Regions from separate parts of the Mus musculus genome. Here all the other regions are linked to region 2. Evidence: chromatin contacts called from public Hi-C data. All regions are on one chromosome and are shown on one strand. Each heading gives the region's core, a stretch centred on a gene start, on an enhancer-like site or on the middle of the called end of the contact. The rest is flanking DNA. Distances are from core to core; before and after follow the strand shown.

Region 1 (4,279 bases), core at 895-3,394, 340 kb after region 2:
CAGCTGTACGGTGAGTGGGTCCACCATAATTCTCTGCCATGATGGACTGAAATCATGCGCTGAAATAAGTCTTTCCTTCCTTAAGTTGCTTCTGTCAGACATTTTGTCACAGTGACTAGAAAAGTAACCAATACAGGATCTGTTCCACCAATGACATATAATATTTTAAGCTACAATGTTACAATTAATTGATCCTTGCAATTGTCATGTAAATTGGTCAAGAGATAAGCAGTTCTGTCTACAGATGAGAGACCCCTGTCATGAAACACTGAGTGACTTACCCAAAGTTCAGGTCACGTATTTGTTTTGTTCTTATTTTACACACTGCATCCTTGTATGCCATCTGGAAGACTCCAGAGCCCATGGGTGAGTGCTTTCGTTTTATTTTCTGGTTTGTTCTTGACAACTAAATTCAGTTGTGATAATATCCATTTTTTTCCTAAAGTTATGGTACAGAAATAAATTGCTTGTGTTGGTAATGAAATTTTACTTTTACTCTTGATAATGAGAACTTGTACCCACTTCTCAACCTTCCCAATGTTGTGACCCTCTTCTATAGCTCCTCAGATTGTGGTGACACTCAACCAAAAAAAATTTTTTGTTGGTATTTCATAACTGTAATTTTGTTACTGTTATAAATCATAATGTACATTTTTTGGAGATAAAGGTTTGCCAAGGAGATTGCAACCCACAGATTGAGAGCCGCTGATCATACTATGGTTTCTCCTAGCATCTCAAATAAACTATGCATAACTCACATAAATGTCCAGCTCAATTATGTGCTTAATTTTAACCTCTCATTGGAATAAAAATATTTACTTTTATACCATTTGTGTGTGTGTGTGTGTGTGTGTTTTGTTCTGATGGTTTTTTTAATGGCTAAAAAAGAAGAGATTGGTATATACAGGGAAATGTTTGTATCTTTTGACAATCAGCAGTGCCATCTACTGTCAAGTACTAAAATTAGGAAGTAGCAACTTGTCATTGAATATCTGGGTTTAGGAAGGGAAAAGCAATTTCATGATCTGGGACTTATTAATAAATATAGATTCTTAGTCATGGTTTTATTTTGTATTATATCCTTAAGCAACCTGTATAGTCATATAGTCATATAGTCATTCGTAATTATGTAATGTTGCAGACCTCCACCTTTGGAAGCAGTATTAATTAAAATAAAAATAAACTCAGGGAACAGCTCAATAGCTACACATTTTCTCTTAGGCACAGCCTTCACATCTGTAAGACTTGAACAATTATACTTAGGAAGTGGTTTTGCTAACTAAACAATGGGTAAAATTTACTTCCAAAGCAAGCATAACAAAAACTTCTAGAGTAATATGGTGTCTGCTTGGGAGGATGGTAGATGCCAGACTATGCCAGGAGCCTTCTTCTCAGCCATCTGAGAGATGGATAGTCTCTAAGATGGCAGGTGCCAATGCCAGGATGATGTAGCTAAGCTAAGGCTGGGAGTAGGTCCAGTTATTCACCTGGTTCCACAGTTATTCTCATCTCATACGTTACATCACAAAACAGGACTCAGAATACCCACCTCATAAATCCCAGGGCATGCTCACCTCAGGTCCTCCAACGAAGACTTGCTTTTTACATGTTAGTATGAATTCTGACCTTTGTACTTGGATAAGTGAACCATATTGCAGATTTGGTCTAAGTTTGCTTACTTGTGTTATTAAAAGAATAAGTCCGGGAATCCTCTAAAATAGTTCATCAAGGCAGAGAAGAGAGGCAGGGGCCAGAGGCAGCTGGTGACATTGCATCTTCAGCCAGGAAACACAGACAGCTGGACATTGGTCCTCATGTCCTGTTCTCCGTCATATTCATTCAGAGCCAGGCCCATGGGAGGATGGTGCCCTCAGTTAGAGCCGGTCTTCCCACTTCAATTAACCTAGTCCAGAAGCTCCCTCGTAGGCACAGGCAGACTTTTAGTATCATGTGATTCTAAGTCCCATCAAATGGACAATGGAGATTTGTGATCACAGGGTAGACAGGTGTGAGACTTTCTTCATCATAAAGGGTCATGGCTGACACTTCTGTACCAACAGCAAACAGGCTTAAAGAAAGGAAGCACCAAATGTCTATTTAATAAAATATGGGGGGTGGAAGCTTTGATAATGAAACTCAAGGACTCAGGAAAAAATGTTTTTTCTTCCTCCTCCTCTTCCTCTTTCCCCACTTCCTCTTTCTCCTCCTACTCCTCCTGCTCCCCTCCCCCTCCTTTTCCTTCCCCCTCTTCTTCTCTGCTCCTCTTCCTTCTCCTCCTCCTTTTCTTCTTCTTCTTTGCTTCCTCCAGGTATTGGAGTCAGTTGTGTGTAAATCTGATTGGAGAACAGAATATAATCTGACACCAGTAGACTGATATCAAGTAGGCAGCCAGCAAAAAAGGTCTGTCCTGATCCTTCTTGGCCTAGCATGAAGCACCCTTTCCTCTTGGGTAATCAGAGTCTGCAAGGAAGAGGAGAAAGAAAATTACCTTTCCAGATGTTATGACTTGCTTTAGAGGACAACAACCCCAATTCCTGTGACTTGATTTAGGCGAGAGGATTTGGAGACAGTAGAGCAGGAGAGAGTCATAGAGACTGTCCCTCTAAGTCTAAGGCCTCCTAGTGTCCTTCAGTAGTTTATAATCCTCATCATGCCAAAACACCATAACGAGAGGCACTGCTTTCTCAGCCCTAACACTCCTACGTGCCAGGTAGAAAGTGTTCTAGGTATGAATGGTAAAACAAAGAAAAAGAGAGAAAAGCCCACCACTGTGGCTTTTGGAGTCAGTGAGGGTACCCAAGTGGTAGCAAGGAATCTACCAAATAAGCTAATAAGAACTGCCATAGAAAAACAGCAAAGCTTAGATACCAAGAAGGACAGGCTCAGAATAATCTCTGTGGACCAATGAGCAAGGAGCTGATGACATGAGGGGGGCATGTTCTGGCAAGAATTCTCTCAGAAAGAGGGAGAAAGCATCAGGGTGCCCCATCACAGAGGTACATTTGGCTCAACAAACACCAAGAGGCAGTCCTTTCATTGTGAGTTGTCATATCTGAGAGTTTGTTTGTTTGTTTCCTTTAGGGTGCTCCATGATCCTACAACTTAAGGTACATGTAAGTGCTGGCCATGTCTGTGCATATAGACATACAGACATGATAGACAAACAGTCTGGTTTTACAGTGTGCCTCAGAACATGTAAAGAAAAGTAGCCAAAATAAAGTTGTCTGTGGCAAGGCCATTTCTATATTTATGACAATATGATTTATATTGTTTGAAAATATAACTGGATTTCCAGGCTGAACTGCAGGACCCTACTTAATATCTAAAGAGATGGACTGTGGGCATTTGTAACAGAATACACTGACAAACCAGTATATAGCATGAAGTTCTAAATTCCATTTTTGCTCAGACATTCTATTGCTCTAGGATATATTAAAGAGCAAAGGGAAAATACATTACCTGTATTAGGAGTTGAATGAGCCTTTGTGGGTTGACCTGGAGACCCAACACATACTTATAATATTCTCTCTGTAGGGAAAAAAATGAGTTCTGGGTTTGAAATGCTACACTTACAGACCATTTAGAAACCAAAGACTTCCTGTGGTGTCTCTGGTGGGAAAGGGCAGAGAGGGATTAAAGAGCAAAGTCCAGACCCTCTGAAGCTAGAGTATTAGTCGGGAAAGACTGATCATGACAGACAACCGAGACAGAGAGTCTTGGGAGAGCATTGCAACCTGAGCAGCCACTGCTATCCAAACATGTAGCAGGCAAAGCCCAGTTTGTGGAGTGCACTGTGGAACTTCTGTGGAAGTCAGCTGACAAAGATCTGTGAAGAAAGAGCCCCTCAAGTCCCAGGGTACTTTTCTCTTTCTAGGGTATATGCTCTTCTTCCTAGGTGGCCTGAAATGTGTCTGTCTCTAGGATTAATATTGTTGATAGCAGGAATGTAAAGTATGAAAAATCACATTTGAATAACAACATTGGTGACTCAAAATATGATTTGGTATCAAAGCACAAAGCTTGAAAACCAGGCATTGTTCATAGAGAAAACTGGTTGATTTTTTTTTCTTTTTTTTTTTTTTTCTGAGACAGGGTTTTTTCTCTGTGTAGCCCTGGCTGTCCTGGAACTCACTCTGTAGACCAGACTGGCCTTGAACTCAGAAATCCACCTGCCTCTGCCTCCCAAGTGCTGGGATTAAAGGCATGAGCCACCACCACTGCCCACCCTGGCTGAATTCTTTGATCTCCTTCTTTAACATCTGAAAAATTCAGACCTTAC
Region 2 (4,336 bases), core at 1,708-4,207:
TAGGTGCAGTCGCTGGGTTTTAACTCTCATATATGTCACATGACTGCCTCCTTTATGTCTGTCAGCTAGATCCCCCAAAGTCTTTTCTAATTGAGAATGTCTCTACACAAAACTGATTGGAAAACCTTAGCCCCTGTAGCCCACAGGGTAATAGGATAATGGAGATGGCAACCACAACTTGTATCCTTTCCTCTTTTACTGTTAAAGTAATAGAACTCCTCAACTTCTAGCTAGGTGTCACTCAAATAGAGATCGTGTTTCTGAAATGGCTTTGTAATTTGCTGTAGCTATGCGACTAAGTGTGAAATGATGGGGAGGGAGAGGAACATAAGCTCATTGCTCTCAGGTCTCTTCTCTTTTCTCTTCTCTTCTCTTCTCTTCTCTTCTCTTCTCTTCTCTTCTCTTCTCTTCTCTTCTCTTCTCTTCTCTTCTCTTCTCTTCTCTTCCCTTCCCCTCCCCTTCCCCTTCCCTTCCCCTCCCCTTCCCCTTCCCTTCCCTTCCCCTCCCCTCCCCTCCCATTTCCTTCCCCTTCCCTTTCTTTCCTTCCCCTTTCTTTTTTCCTTTCTCCCTTTCTCCCTTCCTCTCTTCCTCCCTTCCTCCCTTCCTTCCTTCCTTCCTTCCTTCCTTCCTTCCTTCCTTCCTTCCTTCCTTTCTCTCTCTCTTTCTCTCTCTCTTTCTCTCTCTCTCTTTCTTTCTTTCTTTCTTTCTTTCTTTCTTTCTTTCTTTCTTTCTTTCTTTCTTTCTTTCCTTCTTTCTTTCTTTCTTGTTCACTTTACATCCCACTCATGGTTCCCCTCCTTGTCACCCTCACCCACAATCCTTCCCCCATCCCCTCTTCTCCTCTGAGCAGATGGGGGCCCCTTTGGGGACCCCCCCAACCTGACACTTCAAGTCTCTGGGAGGATGGTGCTCCCTCTCCCACCGAGTCTAGACAAGACAGCCCGACTAGTAGACCATTTATCCCATGTACAGGTAACAGCTTTTGGGATAGCCCTTATTCCAGTTGTCCAGGACTCACCTGAAGGTCAGGCTGCACATCTGCTACATTTGAGTGGGGAGGCCTAAGCTCAGCCCATGGATGTTCTTTGGTTGGTGATTCAGACTCGATTGCAGGTCTTCTTAAGAGAAGGCAACTTGTTCAGGACTTCCTTGCTCTCTCCGGCTAATGCTAGCACACAGACACAGTGCTAATGCATTGCTCAGACCGTATGTATGGGACACTATCCTACAGAATGAATAAGGAGACTGGAAGAACTTTGGTCCTTGGAGGCTTCTGTCAGTGGAGCTATCTTTACCTGGGGAACAGCAACAAAATGAATCCCTATTTTCTCAGAGTGCTATATTACAAATTCTTGGGTTACTTACTTCACCCATACCCCCAACAACATATCCTCTATCCCATCTCCACATTTCATGTTCCTATAAAGTACCAGGTTCTTTATTTCTTCAGGATAGTTTTTTATCATTTATTTCTCTGAAGGCATAAATCTTTTATTAACATTTACATCCCCAGTGGTTAGGATAGTGCCTACCTTCCACATAGTAAGTGCTCAATAAACAGTTGTGGATTGATGCTTTAATCTTTAAAAAAGTCTCAGTTAATTAGTTGTAGAAGTACACATTAATGTATTGTTATAAGGCAGAGGATAACTTAGCATTTCCCTATGAGGGTTTGGCTATGGTTTGAGTCACCATTTTTATAATATATAAATATTTTATATAATATGTATATTTGGTTGGTTGATATATCAAATCTCCAGTAGTAAGAGTCCAAGGCCTAGGGTGATTTGGAAGTGGCCATTATTTAGCCCCTCTGTTGTTTCAAATGGAAGAGTTAGATGAATAGGAAGATGTGAGAAGAAGGGGCAAGGGAGGGTAAGAGGAAAGGGTGGGAGGAGGTAAGTCTTGTTTTATCTAAGACATAAAGATCACAGTGGGTGACTAGATTATCTAGTGGCCAAACTGTATAGATTGGCAATGAATAGTTACACAGGTCAGCAGGCACTATCTGGAAATGTCTTAGACAGACCTTATCCATATCCTAGCAAAGTACTAATTGACACAGAACACTTTCTTTCTTGAAAGCTAAGTACTAAACCTAAGAAAAGTGGCATTCTAAATTATTTAATGGGTACCAAATTCACTAGGAAACACAGACTGGTCCAAACACTGTCCCTATAAATATCTCGGGTGGTTTCCTGAGACACAGTAAGTTACTCAATGTGCCAGATCCCAGAATGTGACTAGTTCTCCTTTGACCTGTTTATGGCTATAAAATAAAGATAGATCACTCAGCAGCAGCAGTGAGTACAAAAAAGAAAATTTGGTTGAGTCAAGATCAGAAAGGGCTTTGGAGTGGCTGAGTTTTTGGAGAAGGATTACTTTCAGCAGTGACCTAAAAGAACAAGAACACGTTTTAGTGTATCCACGAACCCCAAGAGGGTCAGCCATGAGTTCCCAGGGAAAACTATTCTTAGAGGATCACAGAAATGGGCAAGACAGGAAGAGAATGAAGAAGTGCTAGTGAGGGAAAAGATAAGGAAAGAATTTTCAAAAGGAAAGATGTAACTAGTTAAAGACATCAAAACCATAAGGGTCTGGCAAGCATTATGTTAGAGTCCACGGTACTTTGTGACTGGGTCCTTGGCAGGTTGAGGTTGGGTCACAAATCGGTGGTATTCCCTTGATCGTTCATGTCACGCATATTTAAACGCCAGGGCCATGGGGTGATGAATGGTCTGGAGAGGTGAATCGTTTTAAACCAGTGTCAGTATCAATGTCAAGTGTACTCAAAGAATGTTCTCATAGGTTCTCCACCGGCTCGATTACAAAGAGTCACCCAAATGAGGAACTTAGCCAAGAATGATATTTACAACTGAATCTGTTATCAAGGGAAGCCACGGAGGCGCACGATACCATGGTAACGCTAGTTACCCGTTGCGCAGGCTCTTGGGAGCTTTGTGTTTTCTAAGGAGAGAAGCAGTTTCTCTCTTAACGAAGCAGAGTCAGACTCCCGGGAGGGCAGTGTTCATAAAGAGCCGAGATAGTTTATATCTGGGCTTTACCAGATAGTGGAACTCAGCAGCATGGGTTTTAATTGTTGAGCAATTAAGCAGATGAGAGTTTACTGAACCTTGAATAATACAAGTGGGAGAAAATGAGGAAAGGCGCAGGCGGCTTCTAGATGAGGAAAAATCCGAATTGGTGTTCTGAGAAACGATTCCTTTTAGAGTAGGCTCCAGATGCCGACGGGCCCTGCGTAAGAATACACGTGACTAAAGTGCTGATTCCTGGGTTCATCCTCAGAGATTTTGATTTCGTATGATCAAGGAAAGGGATAGAAAACTAAATTCTATTTGGAATAAATTTGCTTCCCGGGTAATTATTGTGCAAACCAGGAGTGGACCACACCTTCCAAAGCAACTTCCTGGAAGAACCTTGCCATTACCTTGGAGTCCTTAACAGGTCTGCGGAAACTCAAAGCAGGGTTTTGGAAGCAAACTGGCATAGGCTGCCAGGGGACAAGCTGCTGGCTTAGCTTTTTCACCCCTAATGAATAGAATCTGGAGTCTACAGTAGCTGGCATGTAAGTTAGCACTATTTTAAACAAGACAAAACAATGTGCAGCTGGTAACTGCTACCTTGAACTACAAATTCAGCTGCAGTTTGTATTCAATTTCTTGCAGATGTGGTGGAACAATGCAATAGTTCTTTTTCTAAAGCCAGTGGTGCTAATGTGGTGACAACCTGTTCTGAGGCTGATCCGAACATTATTTTCCCTTAAAGTTATGATGGAATACGTATACAGCCCAACTAATGTTCAGTTGCCTCTGCATTTTGTCTGAGTGCATCACCTGTGAGTAGAACTGTCTAGGACCTAGACAGACTATGTTTTCAGTCTCTTCACGGGCGATTTCATAGCTGCCATTGTTTTAAAATTCCACCACATAGTACCTCTATCTTCATGGCACACTAAAGATTACAGATTGATTTGGTCGTGTGTGTGTGTGTGTGTATGTGTGTGTGTGTGTGTGTGTGTGTGTGTGTGTGTGTGTGTGTGTGTGTGTGTGTATGGCAATGCAAATTCCTGTGGAGTTCAAAGGGGTGGGATTCCCTGGAATTGGAGTTACAGGCAGTTGTAGGGCAACTGGCGTAGGTGTTGGGAGGTAAACTTGGGTCTTCTATGGGAGCAATTTACACTCGTAACCACTGAATAATCTCTCCAGTCCCCTAACACTTATTAATTACTGTCATAGGCTAATGTAGAAATTCACAGAGAACAGCAACAGCTTGTCACTCTTTTTGGGTTCTTATCTTTGCCTGTCTTGCCTGGGGA
Region 3 (4,310 bases), core at 316-2,815, 270 kb after region 2:
TCTTCATTGCTAATTGATAACTGTAAGCCCAGCCCATGTAGGAAGTAACCATCCCTGGGTAGGGGGCAAGGACTGCTTAAGGAAAGCAGCTAACCATGAGGCCACGAGAAAGCCAGTAGACAGAGTTCTTGTCTTGCGTTCCATGTCTTCCCACCAAAAAGAAATGGAACCTGCATGATGACATAAATCGTTTTCTTCCCCCCAGGTTGCTTGTGTGTTTATCCCAGAAGCAAAATCCTAACTAGAACACACATTGCCTGCATCTTTCCCCAAGTTGCTAACTTTCATTGAGTTGGGGGGGGGGAAAAAGCCTTATTGGTCATAGGATCATAATTCCATATGCAGCTTGACTAAAGAGTAGGAACATCGTCTCTTTCTCTCGAACATCTGTGCCCAACAGTAAGAAACACAAAGAAACACATAGCATTCTGCTCACTTCAAGTTTGTTGACCTCAGGATTGGTGTTCTATGTGGGCTGGGTTCTACTCTACCTACGCTCTTACTTCTTTTCACTAGAAGTTGTAAGCAAGAGTAAATAATAGAAATTGTGTTTCATAGCAAAAAGTTCCAAAACTATGTCTTGTTTCAGGCAGTTTCAACTCAAATACGCATCTTGGCCAGCACCCAAACCAAGAATCAGTACATGTCGAGTGTTGACTTGGGAGCACCTGGAATATGACTCATTTCTTCACATGTTCCATGCTTCCTGCGATTGGCTTTAATATGTTTCATTTTCATTGAGAAAAATCCAACTTGGGTCACATACACACACACACAAAATCAATTAGAGCCCTGTACTCTATTGGATGCTTAGCCAGAGACTACGTTGAGAAGTGGTCTGTACGTTACTAAATGGAAATGGAATATTCACCTACATGCATTCGCCTGCATATTGGTGATTGGGCTTGCTTCCAGATGGACTGTCAGATGAAGTTTATTGTGAGCCAAGCTGGAAAAGAACACAGAAAGCAATTATCATGGACAATAAAGACGCCCTCCAACTGAAGAAAAGGTTAGTGTGAATGGACTCTGAGTTCCCGCCGAGTTCAGCAGTTTTTATCTTCAGTTGAGACCTGAGTGGTTCACTAAGTCATTCACACAAATGCAGACGGAGCTGCATATCATTGCACACACATGGAGAGGGTAAGGAAAGACCATTCGAAATATAATAAGAGCTGGAGGCTTCTATGTCCTCAGGTTTCAGATTTGAGTTTTTCTCTAGAGAAGATCTCAACCATTTTGTAGTGAGCTTCGGTGGTGTTGTGTACCTGTGCATGGTACAGGAGTGTGGATGTTTAATATAAATATCTCAGGACAGTAAGCCTTCACTTGAGCAGATGTCCTTCCAAAGCAAGTAAAGAGATGCTCACTTTATACACAGTATGCCTTTATAGCCTCTGTATTGTAGTGATCTCTAGTCACAAGGACAAAACCAGACCTAATTCTGGGTATTGTATAAATATTCTTAGGAAGAAAATTTCCAGGCGCTCTGGCTTTCCCTTCATATCCATCTCCATAGAGACGAGCAAACAGAGCTTTATCTGCATGCCACTTGAGCTGCCTAGGCGAAGGTGCTGCTAGTGGCTCCCTTCCTCTGAGAGAGCTCCAGGCGCTCACTGGCTTTTGTTTCCAGCCTTCTTGCTCCCTTGAGAGCAGCTTTTCTGATTGAAGCTGGAGAACATCTTTTTGGGGAGAGAGCAAAGATGCTCCTCCAGCCCCTCACACCTAGAGCCACACCCAGTCTTCCCAGCAAACTTGGAAAGGGAGCCAATCAGTGTTTTTATTTTGTATATGAGAAAACTGAAGTTGGGAAGACTTGCCTGAGGCTGTTTGCTGTTGGGCCCTTATTCCTGAGCTCAGTGTTTTCCGTTTTCTGCATTCTGCATGGGCATGTGCATTCGCACGTGTGCAAAAGGTCTGACTATTTACAGCTTATGAGTGGGTAACTGGCGTCTTTAGAAAGGACCAATTCTCGGTTAGAAAGACTCTATAAAAGGATTCACATAAATTGCTCAGATCTGGCAAGACTCATCCTTCTTCATGCTATTTCTTACGTGTGCACTTCCAACGCATGTTCCTGACAAGGTGTTCTGACCCGTTACGAATGTGTGTTTCTTTTACTTACACATGGAGCAGAACTCTCTTTCCCGTTTGGCTGAACGTAGGCTACCGAAGTGTCATTTGCAGGGATATTCCCTTCTGAGCCTGCTGTTTGGTGGTAAACGGACAGACTTTCAAGCCACTTCTGGATGTGAATGAGCCCTAGTTTGCTGGCATACAACCTTGAGTCCAAGATCCATTAGGACCATTAGCACTGAGACACAAGGTGGGGCAGGAATAGTTCTGTAACTGAAGACAAAGAGTGGGTGTTTGAGTGTCAGCATTCGTGTCTATACAACACTAATACAGAGCTAGCTCACTCCGAGAGTCTCTATGTAATAAATTGAAAGCCTCTATTCATGGGTCAGACTACACAATAAGTACAGAGGTCTCTAAGCTGAGCATATCAGATGCGCATTGCCCCCGTGGGAACTTTTGTTATAAGTACTCTGTCCCATCAGCACCTATAAGAGCTGCAAAAAAGGGCTTACTCCATCCTGGTCTGGGACAGTGACTACAAAAGCAGATCTTGTCTCCCCTGGTTCACCTTCTTTCCCTGGCATTCTCTCCATTGTTCTTTCCTGTGAGGTGGCCAACTCTCCCAGCCCTACCTCTCTAGGGAAGCCTCATGCCCCGTGCTGGGGTCTGGAGAAGATCAGAAAAAGCTTTAATGAGAAGTGTCCAGGGGGTAGCTCTACTGAGAATTATTTCCACCAAATGTCACACTGGAAATAAGACAAATGAGTTCTGTGTTTGTTTTTTTGACACAGGGTTTCTCTGTGTAGCCTTGGGTGTCCTGGAACTCACTCTGTAAACCAGGCTGGCCTAGAACTCATAGAGATCCACCTGCCTCTGCCTCCTGAGAGCTGGGATTAAAGACATGCACTACCACCACCATCTGGTGCCACCTGAGTTCTAAAACATCAATCTACAAAGGCAAGATGGTGCCCTGATATCTAGGCTCACTGGAAAACTACCTCAGCTCAAGCATTGGGCTCAGACTGTTGTGGATGCAGTTCAGTCAGCCCAAGGAACCCTACGGTTGTAATTGCTCCGAGATAGGATTGGGCTGTGCACATACAAGGGAATATCAAACTTGACTTCTGGTCATTTCCAGACAGCAGATGTTCTGAATTGTATTCTATGGCAATTGTTCTTAACTTATGAGTGGTGACCCCTTTGGTGATTGATAGATTCTTTCAAAGAGGTTTCCTAAGACCATTGGAAAACACAAATATTAACATTATGATCATAACAGTAGCAAGATTGTATTTATGAAGTAACAACAAAACTAATGTTATGGTTGGGGTCACCCCATTAAAGGGTCACAGCATTAGGCAGGTCTATGAGAACCGCCAGTCTACGGGCTAAAGGAGACAAACTATCTGTTAAAACTCCCTTGCTTGGGAAAGAAGGAAATTGCTCTAGCAGAGGACCCACTTTCAGGTCCCAGCACCCATATCTTGTGACTTACAACCGCCTATAAGTCCAGTTCTAAGGGATCCAGTGCCCTCTTCTGGCCGCCTTTAGCACCATCATACATGTGTTACACATAGCACTCATACAGACAGGCATATATATATATATATGTGTGTGTGTGTGTGTGTGTGTGTGTGTGTGTGTGTGTGTGTATATATGTGTGTGTGTGTGTATATATATGTGTGTGTGTGTGTGTGTGTATACATTTTAAAATCTTTTTAAAAGATGCAACCCATTTTAAAAAAAACTTCCTTACAAAGTGTAGTAAAATGGAAAACAGATCAAATGATTACCAACAAGTGAATGGAAAGACAAAATGTGGTGGATCCATACATGTTGTATAGTTAGCAAAAATAAAATAAGATAAATGCAGTGTATTTTTATGTAGAGAAGCATGGGTTAGTCTTAAAATAATCGTGGCTGAGTGGAGAAGCCAGATGGAAGAGAAACCATATCAATGAAACCGCAGTGGCAGGAAGTGCAGGAGTAGTGGATGGTAAGGGTGTGATCAGGACGGGGTGGGGGTGGGTGGGGGGGAATAAGGATCACAAAGGGGCTTCAAGAAGCTTCTCAAATCTTCACCCAACCTATTCTTTTCATTTTTCCCATGTGCTGTGGAGCCCTAGTGACTAAATATTCACATATCCTACCTTAGATTTTTCAAAGATGCTTACTCTTAAAAATAAAGGGCTATAGAAGAAGAAAAAAACTGTACCTCACTGAGTTATACT
Region 4 (4,763 bases), core at 1,436-3,935, 320 kb after region 2:
CTTCCTAAGGGAGCAATCCCTGGGAAGTTGGGACAAAAGAAAGCATTGGTAATTGATTAGTGTTCCCTATGGGGATCGTACAGTGTGGTACCTACCCTGACTAGTACTGCTCTGGAAAGAAAGTTTCCTGATCATCTGTCTCCTTCGCTTTCCATAGGCATTGATGGGCAGACTTTCACAGCCCAGACATTGGCTACTCTTTGTGTCTTCCACCAGATCTTGTGCCTTTCTCAATCTGCTTAGCCTCACTTTGAGAAGGCCATGAAGTCACATCTTCTGCATATGCCTAGATGCCTAATACACTGCTGGGCTCATCAAAGTCAGATACGCAGTTAGTGTGCTCAGACTGGGAAAGGACACAAGAAGGGAGGTGTGGAGGCACAGGAAAACAGACAGAGGAGGGCTCTAAGCATTATTTAAGCTCTTTCAGAGGACTCTTGCAATTGAGTTCAGTCAGGGAAATATCCACAGCTTCCAGGTCAGGTTCTAAGACAATGTCGTGGTCTAATCTCATCCATTAGACAGCTCCATCAGACATGCCAGGGAGGTATGGGCTCCAAGTCACAGGGACATGAATTCAAATTTTATGGTCTTATTCATTGCATAAACATTGTTTTACTATTAAATGAAATTTGATAAGAATGCAGATCGTCACTGGTAGCCAAATGCAAAACTGATGTTGCTTTTGATCACTTTCGATTGAGATCGGATGCCACACCCAGCATGGTCTGGTCTGGAAACTTCAAAGGACAGACACACTAGCACATACATGTACAGAAAGGCTGGGATTGAGTGGTCTGTGCTCCCCGTGATGGAAAACACCTACCGTGTACCAATCTAGAACCTCAGACTGTTTATTACAGAGGGCAGAGGAGAAGTTGGTTAGTTTCCATGGGGCAAGCTTCAGGATGTAAACGTCCAAGAAAAGCAAGCTTCTTTCTGTACACTATTAACATTTGGACCAGGAGAACGCTGCACCAATTCCTACTGGACTGAGGCACTGGCTTCCTCAACATAGCTGTGCTCATGTGAATAATACACACTCCCCCACGACCTCACCCTATCCCTCAAACTGGAAACCAAATTCCAAAGGTAGAAGATTCCTACCAAACTGTACACAGATACTTGTGTCTGGTTTACACTCTGCCCTATCGAGCCTAAGTATCTGAAGACATAAGAGTTTCAGTGCGGAATTTTAGCACCTAGTATAGCGCTCAGTATTTGGGTATCACTAAATGTTCACCAAATCAACAAATTATCCCAACCAAGATCTTCCCAGAGTGCTTTTTAAGTCAAGGGCATTGGGGTGGTAGTGAGCACTTGCTGCTTTTTCAGGGGACATGGTTTTGATTCTCAGCTCCCACATGGTGGTTCACAATCATTTGTAACTCTAGTTCCAGAGGATCCAAGGCATTCTTTTGGCCTGCATGGGTAGCAGGCATCCATGTGTTGCACATGTACACATTCAAGCAAAATACTATATATATTACATATACATGTAATAAATATAAAGTAAGTTTTAAATAATCAAGGGCAGGTTGTTGTTATCACTAGCTTATTACACAGTAAATGATCATCCCTTTGAAAGTAGATACCGTTTTAAAGTAGAGCATCAGATGTTACCAGGAGGTCTCAAGTCAACACTAGAATGGCACATTTTGCTTTGAGTTGATAAAAGACCAAAATACAAATATGAAGCTTATGACCCTTCAGCAGAAGGGCATAGAAAGAGGATGTGGTGGCAGTTAAGAAATTGTCTGTGGATGCAGAGGGTCTGCCATGGAGCACAGAGCTGGGGCCTCGCCTCTCTTACCCAGGATATGTGGAGTGGCTTAAGGGATAGTTGTAGGGTAACTGTTAATTGCTACTCATAGGCTTTTAACTCTCTGATATATTTTTCCATAGAAATTCGTTCTGTGAGGAGATGATGATCATATGCAGTGGGCAAATCATACTATGATCAAAAGCAGCAGTAACATGTTGTTACTAAAGCATCATTATCCTAGCATGTTACCACAGCACCATTATCCTAACATGTTACTGCTACATCATTATCCTAGCATGTTACCACTGCATCTTTATCCTAACATGTTACCACAGCATCATGCTAGCATGTTACCAATGCATCATTATGCTAACATGTTACCATCATGCTAGCATGTTACCACAGCATCATTATGCTAACATGTTACCACAGCAACATTATGCTAACATGTTACAACAGCATCATGCTAGCATGTTACCACAGCAACATTATGCTAACATGTTACCACAGCATCATGCTAGCATGTTACCACAGCATCATTATGCTAACATGTTACCACAGCATCATTATGCTAACACGTTACCACAGCATCATGCTAGCATGTTACCACAGCATCATTATGCTAACATGTTACCACAGCATCATTATGCTAACATGTTACCACAGCATCATTATGCTAACATGTTACCACAGCATCATTATGCTAGCATGTTACCACAGCATCATTATGCTGACATGTTACCACAGCAACATTATGCTAACATGTTACCACAGCAACATTATGCTAACATGTTACCACAGCAACATTATGCTAACATGTTACCACAGCAACATTATGCTAACATGTTACCACAGCAACATTATGCTAACATGTTACCACTGAATCATTATGCAATGTTGCCATTACATCATTATCCTATGCTGCTCAGGGAAGAAAAATTTCCAGCATAGGCAATCGAATTTCTGTTCCTCTGTAGACCAGATCAAACTGGTTCTCCCCTATTCCAATTACATTGTCTATGTCCCAATCTGTCCTTATATATGTATACTATCTTGGTCTATTTCATTTATACTTGAAAATTCAATGCTTTAATTTACCTATGGAACCTCAAAGGTAGATTGGGAAAGGCTCAATGTCCCGAAAGTATTTAGTGCAGAGTAGCTGTTTTGCTCTAACAGGATGATTTCTTTTCTAGTGAATGTAACCATCTTCCACAATAGAGGGATGAGTTGAATTGGTTCCTAGTTGAGGCACTGTGATTTGAACTGTTATGTACTTGACATGAGCTGCCCCACAAAGGTGGTTTTGCCTATCTTCTAGTCAGGCAAACTGAGTAGCTCTTTTGCAACCCATTCTGAAACTCTCTAGCAATTCTTGGCCGAACCTGCAACTAGGACTGCTAGAACCCTGTTCACTTTGGTTTTTGAAAATTCATTGCACACAGTGATTATAGAATGTTTGTAAAGGGTTAAAGTTAATCTATCTGTGAAGATACATGAAGAAGGAATGTGATGGATAATGTGGTTATGGATTCCTGGATTATATGTTAGTTAGGTAATGACATAAGAGAACTCATAAATATCTCGAGATAACTAGTACATTGTACATTTTGGAAGTATTTCCAACAGAGCAATCTTGCTTAATACTCATCCATCTCTCATAGCTTGCCTAACCCATCAGTTTACTCCTATGGAATCCTTCCTGATTTCCTTGGTCCCCTGCCACAACTCTAGTCCCTGTGCTCATCACGTCATGCCTGACTAGTGCAAGGCCTCCTCGCTGTCTTGGATCCCCATGCCTCTGACCCATTGTTCACCCTACTACCACCGCAAGGCTTTACTCTTGTTGGCAACATGCTCTAGTGGTGCTCAGGACTCTGTTTCTCCTGGACTTCTGGATAAAGTCCAGATGCATAGTCTTCCAGTCTCGATGTCTCAGATCCAGTCTACCTACCTTACTGTCTTTTGTCAGACTGAGGTGCCCACTGTCTGCTCCAAGGAAGCCTTCCATCACTGGTCATGTGCCACATTTCCACATTTCACTTTCCCATCCCCAGATGCCACCTTCCTCTCTGTCTATGCAAACTCAAACTCAGGATTGCATTTCCACCCCCTAAAGGATCCCCATACTCCTATGGTTTAGGTGTAATTGTTGGCATTGCTTTTGTTAGTTAAATAGAAACTCCCTGGAGGTGAAATAAGTTGATGCAAGGGAGGTGGAAGGAGATCTTAAGTACTAAGAGTCATGGAGGAAGACGTATGCTGAGGCCAGAGCCCCACGTGTGTGATGCTACATGCACAGTCCCTTTGTTCTGGGACTACGCAGCTCCAGAAGGGTGGCGCAGAAGCTTTTGCTGGACAGTCCAGTTAACCATGAGGCTGCGATGGCCTCCCCTCCCCCGGCTCCCTGGAGATTGTTTCTGCATTTTAACTGTCCTTTCAAGCACATGAGACATGAAGCAAAGGAATGAACTCATGAGCAGACACCAAGAAAGGAAGCTGACTTATTTCATTCTGTACTAGTGAAACTCCACTAGATGAAGACAGAAAGCACTCAGATGTTTGAGCAAAAGGATTCTCTGGAGGATATCACATTGATGGAGACTATTTGTGGATTGTTGTCTTCTCTAACCTTGGTTCTTTTAGGTCAATCCCCCTTCCCATGCTCCTCTAGGTTTCCACCTGCCTTTCCTGAGTCAACTCAGCCACAGACAGGAATGCTCTCGTCTCTCTCCTTAAGCTTTCATTTAGTCTTATTTTCCCATCGGAGAGGTGGGAACATCCATCTGTCTTGTTCTGTGCTCTTGGGCCTCCTGGAACTTTGCTCTAATAATCTTCTGGTTTCCCTGTTTTAAAGCTTTCCTTTCTAGTTCTTCATTTTCTCCACCTGTAAATGAGCATGGACATTTTTTTTTGTTTATAAAACATGGTCAAAACGCCTTAGGTCTCTTCAAGTTAATTTGTTTAAAAAGAGTATTAACAGGGTAAGATGAGGGTG

Evidence for each region. Hi-C and Micro-C count contacts between places; a contact is called where the count stands out from the background.
Region 1: a contact with region 2 is called in a Hi-C map of bone marrow-derived macrophages, with 26 read pairs. The contact joins two enhancer-like sites. A contact is called at or near these places in 1 of 15 datasets of contacts at CTCF or cohesin (the NIH/3T3 cell line), 2 of 484 Hi-C or Micro-C datasets (bone marrow-derived macrophages and cortical neurons) and 1 of 115 datasets of contacts at active chromatin or transcription factors (bone marrow-derived macrophages).
Region 3: a Hi-C map of cerebral cortex shows a contact between it and region 2, with 1.5 times the contacts expected there. The contact joins two enhancer-like sites. A contact is called at or near these places in 3 of 484 Hi-C or Micro-C datasets (bone marrow-derived macrophages, cerebral cortex and cortical neurons) and 1 of 115 datasets of contacts at active chromatin or transcription factors (bone marrow-derived macrophages).
Region 4: a contact with region 2 is called in a Hi-C map of cortical neurons, with 2.4 times the contacts expected there. The contact joins two enhancer-like sites. A contact is called at or near these places in 3 of 484 Hi-C or Micro-C datasets (bone marrow-derived macrophages and cortical neurons) and 1 of 115 datasets of contacts at active chromatin or transcription factors (bone marrow-derived macrophages).

The regions. Positions count from the first base shown.
Region 1 is chr17:79,567,672-79,571,950 of GRCm38.p6, forward strand. No RefSeq gene overlaps it. Among named protein-coding and RNA genes, the nearest start is that of Rmdn2, 45 kb to the right of the region's middle. Within about 2 kb of position 2,145, at least 1 of the 459 cell types and tissues checked has an H3K27ac peak or open chromatin away from gene starts, as enhancers often do. A contact at or near this core is called in bone marrow-derived macrophages, where this site is marked.
Region 2 is chr17:79,228,199-79,232,534 of GRCm38.p6, forward strand. No RefSeq gene overlaps it. Among named protein-coding and RNA genes, the nearest start is that of Gm17315, 120 kb to the right of the region's middle. Within about 2 kb of position 2,958, at least 43 of the 459 cell types and tissues checked have an H3K27ac peak or open chromatin away from gene starts, as enhancers often do. A contact at or near this core is called in bone marrow-derived macrophages, cerebral cortex and cortical neurons, where this site is marked.
Region 3 is chr17:79,496,261-79,500,570 of GRCm38.p6, forward strand. No RefSeq gene overlaps it. Among named protein-coding and RNA genes, the nearest start is that of Gm10494, 12 kb to the right of the region's middle. Within about 2 kb of position 1,566, at least 12 of the 459 cell types and tissues checked have an H3K27ac peak or open chromatin away from gene starts, as enhancers often do. A contact at or near this core is called in cerebral cortex and cortical neurons, where this site is marked.
Region 4 is chr17:79,547,911-79,552,673 of GRCm38.p6, forward strand. No RefSeq gene overlaps it. Among named protein-coding and RNA genes, the nearest start is that of Gm10494, 40 kb to the left of the region's middle. Within about 2 kb of position 2,686, at least 7 of the 459 cell types and tissues checked have an H3K27ac peak or open chromatin away from gene starts, as enhancers often do. A contact at or near this core is called in cortical neurons, where this site is marked.